2 separate regions of the Danio rerio genome follow, and region 2 is linked to region 1. Evidence: chromatin contacts called from public Micro-C data. All regions are on one chromosome and are shown on one strand. Each heading gives the region's core, a stretch centred on a gene start, on an enhancer-like site or on the middle of the called end of the contact. The rest is flanking DNA. Distances are from core to core; before and after follow the strand shown.

Region 1 (6,265 bases), core at 2,044-4,543:
CAAAAGGTGTTTTTAACTTGAGACTGCATGCTTCTGCAAAATGTGATGTTTCTTATTACAACTGTTAGCGGTGTCAAAATGAAAGCAAACATTAAAAAGGGTTTTGTTTTATCAATTGTATAGTTTAGTTTTAATAATAGCTAGTGTATATAATAAATTATAATATCGATTATTGTGTAGACTACAATGTTCAACAAAACAATTTTATTAGGTTACTCTAATAGACCAAATCCCTAACTGAAAAACGAATGTGAAAATGACAGGCAGTTGCGTCTTTGCTAAAATTAACGACAAATTTCTTTTGCTTTTTTCCCCTTTAGAGATCAAAAGAGCTGTATTTAAAGAATTATTTCACTAAAACATGAATTGAATGCCCAGTTCTTTCCCGTGTGAGTTTAGTGCGCCTCCGCCGCGTCTGCGTTTTTAAGGTTACAGGTGCACCCTGACCTGACGCGGGGACCAGATCTCTGCACTATTGCTTTAATTTCTCAATTTTCATAACAGCATTGCATTTTCATATGGTAAAATATCAAAATTTATGTTCTGAAAGTAGTAGGAATGACGGGAGTGTTAGTAAATAACAGAAAGAACTTTCACTTTTGAGTGAACTTCTGTCACGTGTTATTTTAGTATGATAAAATAAACAAAAATAGTAATGCAGAAAAGTATTTTTCGCTCTGCCAAGCCTTCTCTGTTGCTGTATAGAGAAGCAGCCTGCTCAGTCTCCTTACCCCGGCCCCACCCCGCCCACCGACTCCTGAACGTCTCACTCACTAACTCACTCACTCACTCACGCGGGCATGCAGTGCGGTCTCATGAGGAAACGCAGCTTTTTGATATAATGTTTTTCTTGTTCCCAAATACAAATAATTTATCAAGTATTGTTTGAAATAAGTATTCGTAAAAACACGCTATTCCTGCTTTTCCGAATACCGTATTCCGGTTCGGCTCCACCCATAATATATATATAATTTTTTATTTTTTTTTTTTTGCATCGCACCCTCCTGCGATGTGACTATCGCGGATGCGCACATCGCGATTTCGATGCTGAAACGATATATCGTGCAGCCCTAATTCGAAGTGCTTCTTTTATTTGTGAAGCTGGGCATACGCATTGTGGATTGTGATGGTCAGAGGACCTTATGTCCATGCACACGTCTTGAGAGAGTTTATGAAAATATGCACATTTTATGACCCTGCAAATTCTGCAGCAACCGAATAAAATGCTGCACTAAAATCATTGCTTACAGAGCCTCTTGCTCTGTAATTGTACACAACATTAAGGTTCCTTTTTTTGCACTGGGGAAACCAACACTCCGCGTCACCATGTGTTTGTGGATTACAAAGTAAATCTCTGTCTTTCTCTGACAACTGTCATGCATGATTGGCTTGTTCAACCGCAAAGACCTCACAAATTCAATCTGACAGCTTCCAAACATTTTTTGTCATGTTTAATAATGATTGAGAGCTCATAAACCCCTTGGCTCATAAGTTCTTTTCACATGCACGGTATGAAACATGACCATATGAGCATAATGTGGTTCCTGATAGGGGGTAATAGTGTACGAGTTTGAACAACAGAAAAATGTGTATGCTCACTTTAAATGTATAGTTTACCCAAGATACGTGTTATTCACCCTTCACTTGACTGTTTTCCTGTCGAACACTAAGGGTGCTTTCACACCTGCCTTATTTAGTTTGGTTGATTCACACTAGATTTCGTTTTCCCCTTTTGGTGCGGTACGTTTAGGCAGGTGTGAATCTAGCAATCACACTCAAGTGCGTATCAAAAGCGGACCAAACTAAAACCCTACCGCAAAAAGTACTGCACCTTTTTGGACTAATCCAGCTGCCGTAGACCGATGCGCTGTGCATTATGAAATGTGAAGGAAAAATAATTGTTGACAGCGCTTTACCAACAGAGAGAGAGAGAGGGAAAAATATTACCTGATGGATTGCTGGTATTATTTCCGGAAGATGACCATCTCGCAGTTTAGCAAAATAAATTTACGCCTCCTTCTGAAGTGACTTACTATGTGCCTTTTTCGTTTGTAATGCTTTAAAACATTGTTTTCCGGCTGCAGCCACGCTTTATTCTCGAAATGTAACTATAGTTTGTCTAAAGTAATGTATACAATCAATCACCGCAGTCGTAGCTCCATAGTCATTTTGTGTCTGCCAGTTTGTTTACTTGCTGGAGTTCCATTGGCATTTTCCTGCGCATGAATTCTGACCAATCAAAAAGCAGTTTAAGAAATATGCTCAATAAAATCTGGCCAATGAGTAATGTGGATTTTGTCAGATGACTGCATTTTGGTTCTTTTCAACTGGTTCAGACCAAAGCAATCAATGTGGTGTAAAAAGGACCCAAAGACAGCAGAAAATGCTATAATGTATCATTTATTGCCCTTGGTCCGGATAAAATGAAGCAAACTACAGATGTGAAAGCACCATAAGATATTTCGAATAAAGCTGAAAACCTGTATCCATTGACTTTCATGGGAGGTAAAACAAATACTATACAGTCAAAGGTAGGTTACAGGTTTTCAGCTTTCTTCGAAATATTTTTTGTTGTGTTCAACAGAATCATCTCTACTGTACTGATTTACCACAGATAATTTCATCTTTATCATACATGTCTATTCCGCAGGCCTCCTCTGAGGGGTTTCCTGATGGATGGAGACTTTTATGTTGCTGCCTCACTGGCCACCACCCTCACCAAAGTGGCCCTGCGCTATGTTGCCCTCGCAGAAGACAAAAGAAGACAAAATGTAAGTTTGCATGTTTATCACTGCTTCTCTGATGAACTCTGGGTCAGCATATTAATCAAGTCTAATGGATGTTTTCCTACTCTTAGTCGTTCGTAGCAGAGGCCATGCTGATCATGGCCACTGTGCTCCATCTGGGCAAGTCATCTCTACCCAAGAAGCCCATCACTGATGATGATGTGGACCGGATCTCACTGTGTCTCAAGGTCCTGTCCGAGTGCTCGCCTCTTATGAATGACATCTTCAACAAAGAGTGCCGCAGATCCCTGTCCCATATGCTCGCTGTTCGACTGGAAGAGGAGAAACTGTCTCAGAAGGTAAACATGTTAATGCTTGTTGATTACCTACTAAATAATGTGCTCATGTTACTGCTACATCCATGTAAAGGTGATTCTTTTGTTATGCTATGACTAGATTGTTGCTGGTTTTATTTGTGGCCATTTTAATAAATTCTGCTGTTCTTGTTTTATCAGAAAGAGTCTGAGAAGCGTAATGTGACTGTTCAGGCCGACGATCCAATCTCCTTTATGCAGTTAACTGCTAAGAATGAGATGGCGTCCAAAGAGGACCAGTTCCAGCTCAGTCTGCTGGCCGCTATGGGCAATACTCAGAGGAAAGAAGCCACAGATCCACTGGCCTCCAAACTTAATAAGGTGTTTAGCAGATTTTGTCAGTTTGAATCTTGTTTTTGTAATGGTGACTAACTAGCTGGAGCCTAAACATAGTTGAAAAGTTTGTCTGTTCACCACCAGAGGGCATGTTTGTTCAACTGATGGAAATTTTAACGCTTAAAGGGATAGTTCACTCAAAGCTGTTCGACTTTCTTCTGTTGAACACAAGATATTTTGAAGCAACCTGGAACCTGTTCAATTATGGGGAAAAAATCATAATCACGATTTTGTTGGTCATAATTGTAATCATGATTATTCAAAATGATATACAGATGAAGTCAAAATTATTCTCCCTCCCGTGAATATTATTATTATTTTATTATTATTATTATTATTTTTTATATATTTCCCAAATTATGTTAAACAGAGCAAGGCATTTTTTGCAGTAATTGCTATAATATTTTTCTTCTGGAGAAATTCTTATTTGTTTTATTTTTTTTCTAGAACAAAAGCATGTTTAAATACTTTGAAACCTATTTTAAGGTCAATATTATTAGCCCCCTTAAGCACAATATTTTTTGATTGTATGCAGAATAAGCTACTGTTATACAATGCCTTACCTAATAATCCTAATTAAGCCTTTGAATTGCACCTAAAGCTGAATGCTTGTATTTAAAAAAATATCTAGTTAAATATTATGTACTGCAAAGACACCGCATAGCAAAGATAAAAGAAATCAGTTATTAGATAAATGACTTATTAAACTTATGTTTACAAATGGGTTGAAACAATCTTCTCTCCGTTAAACAGAATTTGAGGGAAAAAGGGTTGCTAATAATTCAGGAAGGCTAGTAACTCTAATTACAATACAAATGTGTCCAACTGGAGAGGGGGAGGTATATGATGCAATAATCCTTTTATCTTAATTAATGTTTTTTTTTATAATCGTTTGAAGTCGAAATCGAAACTAAATTTTCGATTAATTGCACAGCCCTAGTATATAGCAAGTAAATGTTTGGGTGAACTGTCCCTTTACAGCATCACTTCTGGCAACAGTCTAAGAATGTCCCACTTGTGTACAGGAACTCAGTAAAATATATCCATATGAACAAATAGTTTGTGCTAATCAGTTAGATTACCATGACTGTTTATTGACTTAAAGGCTTCCCAGTGACGTTTGAAGTCCCTCTCTGCTTATTGGCTAATAGGTTACCTATGGTAAATCATCTCTTTGTACAGGGAAGGAATTAAGAAATGTAAATGTTATGTTTTTTTTTTCTCCTAAATTATTACAAGCCATTTTGACACCCTGTAGTAATATGCAACTTGGTCAGCTGGGTCACAAGTAAATATGGGACACACACACGGCTTTTTATATACTTTATTTATAGGAAGTTTTTTTTTTTTTTTTTTACAAATTTGCACAGAAAAAAAAACAAGCAGTCAACAACAACAAAAGACAAATGTACAAACAAACATCCCCAACACTAATATCTCTTTTGTGGCTTTAACAAAAAAGACACATAGCTAAAAGCCTGCAAACATTACAGTCCTCAAGGGCCACACATAAGCACAGCAGTGTATGTATAAAGTGCATTTACAACTCCAATACAAATAAATAAATACATATAATAGTGACAAATAAATAAATGTAAAAAAAGGAAAGTGCAAAATCCCACTACTCTAAGAATTGTAAATTATCAACATATGTAAGATAACCATGGGGATGCCATGTTTCAAAAATGTTAGAGTAAATTAAAAAATTTTCAAGCTGAATAAAACACATCACATCTTTGATCCATCAACTGTGTGTTGGGGGCTCAGTTTTTTTCCAAAAGAGAAGAATTCAACTCTTTGCCAATAGTGTAGTAAAAAATATTGCTCAACATATTTCTTCCTTAAGCAAAAGGGGTTCAAGTGCATTTGGAAAACCATACATAAACTAAACGATTGAAAAATAACTTTCCAAAACCTCCCTAGATTTGGGCAGAACCAAAACATGTGGGCAGTTGTGGCTGGTGAATTTATCCATCCCAATTTTAACCAATTTCTTTAAGAGGATGCTCTATGACCTCTGATGGCTGCACAATATTATTATCAAAAGTGCTTTTAAAGAATCTTGTTGTTATTAACCCATCTAATTAGCATTGGAAACCATTATCTTGGGTTGAACTGTCTTTTTATATTCCTCCAGGTCACCCAGTTGACTGGTTTCTCAGATCCAGTGTATGCAGAAGCTTATGTCCATGTCAATCAGTATGACATAGTTTTGGACGTCTTGGTTGTTAATCAGACTAGCGACACCCTACAGAACTGCACCTTGGAGCTGGCAACACTTGGTATGAGATGTTACTGAGAATAGTTTCTAAGAAGTAATTGTGTTTTTGGTTCATGTTTTACTGAACTTTTTTTTTTTAATCCACAGGTGACCTTAAATTAGTTGAGAAGCCATCTCCTCTTACATTGGCTCCTCACGACTTTGCCAACATTAAAGCCAACGTGAAAGTGGCTTCCACAGAGAACGGCATCATATTCGGAAACATAGGTTTGTGGACTCCATTCTATTTAAACAGACAGTTCACCCACCACTGAAAAATTATTTGCTCGCATTCCAAATCAAGTCTTCATTTATATGTTAAATACAAAAGAAGATATTATGAATAATGTTGGAATTCTAAAACCTTTAACTTGGATAGCATTTTTGGTCTCATTGGTATTATCTCTGGGCTATTTGTATTTTCATTCTTCAATTTTTCTTCACTAATCAGAAGCACATGTTTTGCAGTTTATGATGTATCGGGAGCAGCCAGTGACAGAAACTGCGTAGTCCTGAGCGACATTCACATCGACATCATGGACTACATTCAACCGGCCTCCTGCACGGAC
Region 2 (6,265 bases), core at 2,665-5,164, 65 kb after region 1:
GAAATGACTAGGAATAACAAACGGCAGAAAACAGTCTAACTACTTCCTCCACAAACAAGTTTATTCATGATTATACATTAAAAGCAGAATAGTATATCAGGAAAATGTCAGGTTGCAACATCAAGCAGCATAATGAGCTATTTTTAACATCTACAAATCAATGGAAGTGAATGAGATCGAAAGTCTGAAGACAAAAAGATTTTAAGGGCCAGCTCTTACGTGAAGCATAAGGTCAATAATTCATTCCTGTGATGGTCATTATTTCAGTATTAAGTGTCAAATGATCATTCAGAAATATTTCTTATCTTATATAGATTTGCTGCTCATGAAATAATTCTTCTTCTTATTATTATTATATTATGTAGATAATGCTGTTTTCTCAGCTCTTTTTTGTACGTGAGTTTATTTTGTTATTGAGAGGAAAACGCACAGCTATGGCGATTTGGGGAAAATATCTGATTGCGATTTTTATTTTTATTATTATTTTTTGATAGATATTGCGATTTTTTTTTTTTTTTTTTTTTTTTTCGATTTGATTTGCAATTTATTTTTGTAGTCAAGTGTCAGCTCAATAATCTGTATCATAGCTTCTTACTGTTAAAATGCATTGAGAGTTATTTAAAAAAGGAACTGAAAAGATATTACCTTAAACATTTTTTCAAATTAATTTTAAAATATTCAGAAATAAAACACTTATTTTTCTCTACTAGAGCAAACAGTTTCTTATTTTGCTGGTGTTTTTTGTAATTGCATACACTTTCCTAAATTGCAGATCAATAAACTCTCTCGGCCACCATAAAAAAAGCATTTTGACATTATTTCTTAAAACAGCACAGTACAAAATAATATGAATTTGTAATTCATGCTGACTTTAATGTGAACAAGTCTTTGATAACAGAATAGGCCACTAACTCACAGTATTGCAGGCATCATTTAAGACAGCGGTTAAAAAAGGAAGCAAACTTTGGTCTCTTCATACGATTATTATTTACTCTCTATTTAAGATTCTTACATGTCAGTAAATACTCTAGTCAGTTCAAAACTGCCAAAAATACAAGACAGAGCACAGCTATGGAGCTATTATTGATGATCAAAGCTACAGTGCTAATGTGACTAAATGCTAACATGGTGGTTTTGTGTTTGTTAGTCCTGGATACAGCAGGACAGGAAGAGTTCGGAGCCATGAGAGAACAATACATGAGGACAGGGGAGGGTTTCCTTCTGGTCTTCTCTGTCACCGACCGGGGAAGGTGAGCAAACGTTCCACTCACGCTTTCTCTCTCAACTTTCTCTCCTTCTTCCCCTTTCCCTCCACACGGCCTGTCTCAGTTTCACTTTCATTCAGTTTCAGGCTTGCCGTTTTTAATTCACATCAAACCACCTCCCTTTACTCAGTCACATCGCCGTCTGTAGCTGTAAAATTAGAGATGATGCTTAATTACACCTCAGGGTTTTGTCTGCAGTTACAGTAAATAGATCTCACGCACATTGCAGAGCAGTGTGTATTTGGTCGTTGTGGGAGTGTTTGTGCCCTCTCGGTCTGTCCCAGTTTGTGTTTATGCTGTAAACAGACTTTCCTTCCTCCGTTTACATTACGGATGGCACAGACCTCTCAGAGCACACTCTCCAGAGTCCATGACAAGCATTTCCTCCTGAATGACATTTAAACGGCTCGAACTGTTAGAATCAACAGAGAGCTCATATCAGTGTCCTTTTCTTCCCAGTTTACACACACACACACACACACACTCTGTCTCTCTCTCTCTCTCTCTCTCTCTCTCTCTCTCTCTCTTTCTCTATGATGGCTTTCAGTCATCTGACAGCATTACTGGAAAGTTTATAGTAACGGCATGAGAACTGGGTGACCTTGTGTCATCCTGTGTACTGTGATGCTGCTCTGTGGGCCAGAACAGAAAGAGAGTGAGACACAAACACAAGTCTTGCCAATAAAGCTCTATTAAATTGAATTTAATAAAAATTAATTAAATTAAAATGAATTCAGTTTAATAATAAAACATTTTAAAAAATTATATATTTTAAAATGTTTAAAAATAAAATAAATAAAATAAAAAAATTAAGTACATACAATATTAAAAATGTGATTTTAATAAAAAAATGATTAATTATTGAAAATTAATTTAATTTAATTGAATAAAAAAACATAAAAACATTTTAAAATAAAATGCAAAAACTAAATAAATTTAATAAAAAATACAAAAGTAAATATTAATTTCTTTTTATAAAAAAATAAAATACATTGAATTAAGAGGTGGTTTAAAATCATTTTAGTTTCTTTTTTTGTTAAAATACATTCCTGATTTAAGCATATCCAAAATACACTCAAATGCCATTAAAAATGATTACATTCGTCAGTTCTGACATTCTAAATTATGTTATTCTGAGATATTTCTGCTGAAACTAATAACTAGGCCCATGTGAAATCTGCAGCCACAGAAATATGCCATGTTTTTTTTTTTTTTTTTGTCAGTCCATCATTGAGCCCGTTTATTTACCATTATAAAGCCTGAATGATAAGCCTGTCTGGATTTATTCTGCGGGAACAAAACTGCCTGAATTTACTTTATTCCTTACTCAATACATCAACATTATATTTAGAGACCAGTTCTATTCTTATTCTTGCTGCAATCAAACACAAAAACAATACTTAAGGATCAGGTTCTGTCAACCCTAGGCCTTTATTGTCCCTTGTTTTCCATATAGCCAATTTTGCAGTCCTTGCTAGACTTTTCTTGCTTTAGGGTTAGTTTAGAAAAAGAGCTCCGCTTTGTGTGTGTGTTTTCATTGCAGAATATATTGATATCAAATGATGTTTAACAGAGCAAGGAAATTTTCACAGTATGTCTGATAATATTTTTTTCTTCTGGAGAAAGTCCTATTTGTTTTATTTTGGCTAGAATAAAAGCAGTTTTTAATAATAAAAAAAACATTTTAAGGTCAATATAATTCGCCCCTTTAAGTTATATTTCTTTTTGATAGTCTACAGAACAAACCATCATTATACAATAACTTGCCTAATTACCCTAACCATGCCTACCTAACCTAATTAACCTAGATAAGAATGTCACTAAGCTGTATAAAAGTGTCTTGAAAAATATCTAGTAAAATATTATTTACTTTCATGATGGCAAATATTAATTAATTCAGTTATTAGAGATGAGTTATTTTGTTTAGTATAACTATTTTGTTTAGCAATGTGTTGAAAAAAATATTTTCTCTGTTAAACAGAAATTGGGGAAAAAATGTACAGGGGGGCTAATTATTCTGACTTCAACTATATATACAGTATTTTTTTAATTAGTTAGAGCAATTACAATTAGTCTAATAATTAGTTAGAGCAATTACAGCCATTTTCAAGCAGTTTTTAATGGCTGTGTATCACCTTGTTTTCCTCAGTTTTGAAGAGATCTACAAGTTTCAACGGCAGATCTTGAGAGTGAAGGACCGAGATGAATTTCCCATGATTCTAGTTGGTAACAAAGCTGATCTTGAGCAACAGAGACAAGTGAGTGACTTGAATCACGTATAGTGTCATTTCAGAGAACTACACTGAATCAGAAACAATATGTCGATCTCAACACTCTTTATCTGCACTGAAATCATAGCATGACTTGGTACTTTATTGTATCTGTTGTAGACTTTTAGTCTCTACAGTTTTTGCTGTAAAATGACACATTACAGTACTGTAAAATGACACATTACAGTACTGTATACACGTTCTTACAGTACACAATGTTGCTGTTAAGATGCAATTAAGTGTGGATGAAATTCAGTCCTGAAAAATCAATGAAGAGTGCTGAAAGAGTGAAAAATATCAGTGTGTCTGTGAGGGAGAGAGCTTGTAATAAAATATATGGGGTTACTGGGTGCATTGTGCCATTAAAGGACACTCAGATTGTGTTACACTGCCACCTAGTGATAGAACGGAGAACATCAGCCTGTCCCAGTTTACTGATTTAAAGGGACAGTTAACAAAAATTAAGGGACAGTTTTTAAAATTTGTTTACTCTCCATCAAGTAGTTCCAAACTTTTGAGTTTTAAGTTTTTTTTTCTTAACAGAAGAAGCTATTTTAAAGCAAGCTTAAAACCTGTTACCAGTTGTAGGAAAAATAAATACTATGGAGGTCAATGGCTTCAAAACATTCCTCAAAATATCTTCTTTTGTCCTCACCAAGAAACAAACTCAATCAAGTTTGGGAAAAATGCAAGGGGGATTATTGATTACAGAGTTAAAGAAAATTGATAAACGTATGCTTATTTTTTTACTTCATGGTATATTTGACATTCAATATAATTGTTTAGCCAATCAGAAAGTTAAATGTAAAAAAAAAAAAGTGCTGCATTTTAATGGAGGATGACTATTTTGTTCAGGTGACCCAAGAGGAAGGACAGCAGCTCGCTCGACAACTCAAAGTCACATACATGGAGGCCTCAGCTAAAATCCGGATGAATGTAGACCAGGCTTTCCACGAACTGGTCCGAGTCATAAGGTAAATGTGAGAGAGAGAGAGTGTGTGTGTGTGTGTGTGTGTGTGTGTGTGTGTGTGTGTGTGTGTGTGTGTGTGTGTGTGTAAATGTTGTATTATCCTGGTGGGGATTTAAACCTGAATGCACACATTTTCTGGGGACTTCCCCACCAGGATAGCAAACCTGTGTGTGTGTGTGTGTATTTGTGTCTTTGTGTAAAAAAGTGCTGTTTTCAACAGATGGTGGCAGCACACAAACAGCAGTAACTAAAATGGAATAGTGTGCTTGCTAGCTTTGAAAATCTGTGCATTTGATAAAGTTTAAAGGATTAATATATGTGAACTGGGCTATTAATCGTGTAGGGCGGGGCTATCAGTGCAACTCATTTCTGCCTTGCTTTAGTTCTGTCATCAGTTTTTTCATTTGTTAGCAACGTCCATCTTCCAACGAACCAATCAGTTCCCAGTAGCCGATATTATACACCGGCCTACATATCTTACACATTTCAAGACTTTTTCCCCTGGATTGTTATATGTCAACAGGATAATATTTTAATAAATTGGGTTGTGGCATGGTGGCTCATTAGTTAGCACTGTCTCCTCACATCAAGAGGGTTGCTGGTTCAAGTTCCATCTGGGCCAGTTAGCAATTCTGTGTGGAGTTTGCATGTTCTCCCTGGGTTCATATGCCGCCAGGTGCTCTGGTTTCCCCCACAGTCCAAAGACATAGGGTATAGGTGAATTAGGTAAACACAATTGGCCGTAGTGTGTGAACGCAAGAGTATGTGGGTGTTTCCCAGTACAGGGTTGTGTAAACCATGTGCCCGAATAGTTGGGGGTTCATTCCGCTGTGGCGACCCCTGATAAATATAGGGAATATGATTTAAAGGAATGAATGAATAACTTGAAGGAAATTAATTTGTCAGCCAGATGTCTCCTACTGTAAGAGCATCAGATCTTCATTAAATTTGAGAATGAAGAGAGTGTTTATACAGACTTTATACAGTCTTTCTCTCTCTTTTTTTTTATAGGAAGTTCCAGGAGCAGGAGTGTCCACCTTCACCAGAGCCCACGCGCAAAGAAAAGGACAAGAGTGGCTGCCACTGCGTGATCTTCTGATTGGCCGCCAAGTGCCGCCAATCACCCAGCTGCTGTCACCGGCCCCTCCCCCCACACACACCCTGCCTTCTGACATCACGTCCTGTGCGGATCAGTTCGCTGCCTTTCTACATGTGCATGTCTTCAAATCAGCAGTCGCTCTCATAGCCTTATCAGGGGGCCTTTGTGCCTCCAGGACTTCACTACTAGAAGAACCAAACTGACAAAATCTTGACAGAACTCACCATTCTACCTTCAACTAGAGTACTGACATCAGCGTGACCTAGAATATGGTAATTGTGCCCCAACACTAAACATCGCTTATTACAAAAACACACACGCGCACACACACAATTTCTTTTTTTTTTTGTATTTCGAAGGATTTTTGTTTCCTCTTGCCTTGTGACATTTGTACTCTTGCTACGATTTAAAGGATTAAACGAAACACCGTTGGGATTGCGAATGACTACTTTTAGTCATCGGTCTTTTAGAGATGACGTTCTAAAGCTTTGTTTGTGTGTGTGTGTGTCGTGCCATATCTGTTTTTACTTGCATATGTTAAGCAGCGATTGTACATAAGTGAAAATTTGTGTGAGTTGAGACCACCTTTATATTGTGTGCGCGCGAGTTTGACCAGCTTGTTTTGACATGTGTTAAAATGGTAATGTATACTCGCAGAAAT

Evidence for each region. A called contact is a pair of places that touch in the nucleus more often than the background predicts.
Region 2: a contact with region 1 is called in a Micro-C map of caudal fin, with 13 times the contacts expected there. The contact joins two enhancer-like sites. A contact is called at or near these places in 5 of 18 Hi-C or Micro-C datasets (caudal fin, embryo, hematopoietic stem cells and 1 more) and 1 of 4 datasets of contacts at active chromatin or transcription factors (caudal fin).

What each region holds. Positions count from the first base shown.
Region 1 is chr7:27,838,143-27,844,407 of GRCz12tu, forward strand. copb1 (COPI coat complex subunit beta 1) reads left to right here. Exons shown (of 22, transcript NM_001002013.1): 14 at 2,651-2,771; 15 at 2,858-3,085; 16 at 3,242-3,421; 17 at 5,574-5,718; 18 at 5,805-5,924; 19 at 6,165-6,265. Among named protein-coding and RNA genes, the nearest start is that of copb1, 15 kb to the left of the region's middle. Within about 2 kb of position 3,294, at least 1 of the 62 cell types and tissues checked has an H3K27ac peak or open chromatin away from gene starts, as enhancers often do. A contact at or near this core is called in caudal fin, where this site is marked.
Region 2 is chr7:27,902,482-27,908,746 of GRCz12tu, forward strand. It overlaps rras2 (RAS related 2), which reads left to right. Exons shown (of 6, transcript NM_001017815.1): 3 at 1,148-1,250; 4 at 3,415-3,523; 5 at 4,391-4,509; 6 at 5,517-6,265. The coding sequence ends at 5,604. Among named protein-coding and RNA genes, the nearest start is that of tub, 17 kb to the right of the region's middle. Within about 2 kb of position 3,915, at least 4 of the 62 cell types and tissues checked have an H3K27ac peak or open chromatin away from gene starts, as enhancers often do. A contact at or near this core is called in caudal fin, where this site is marked.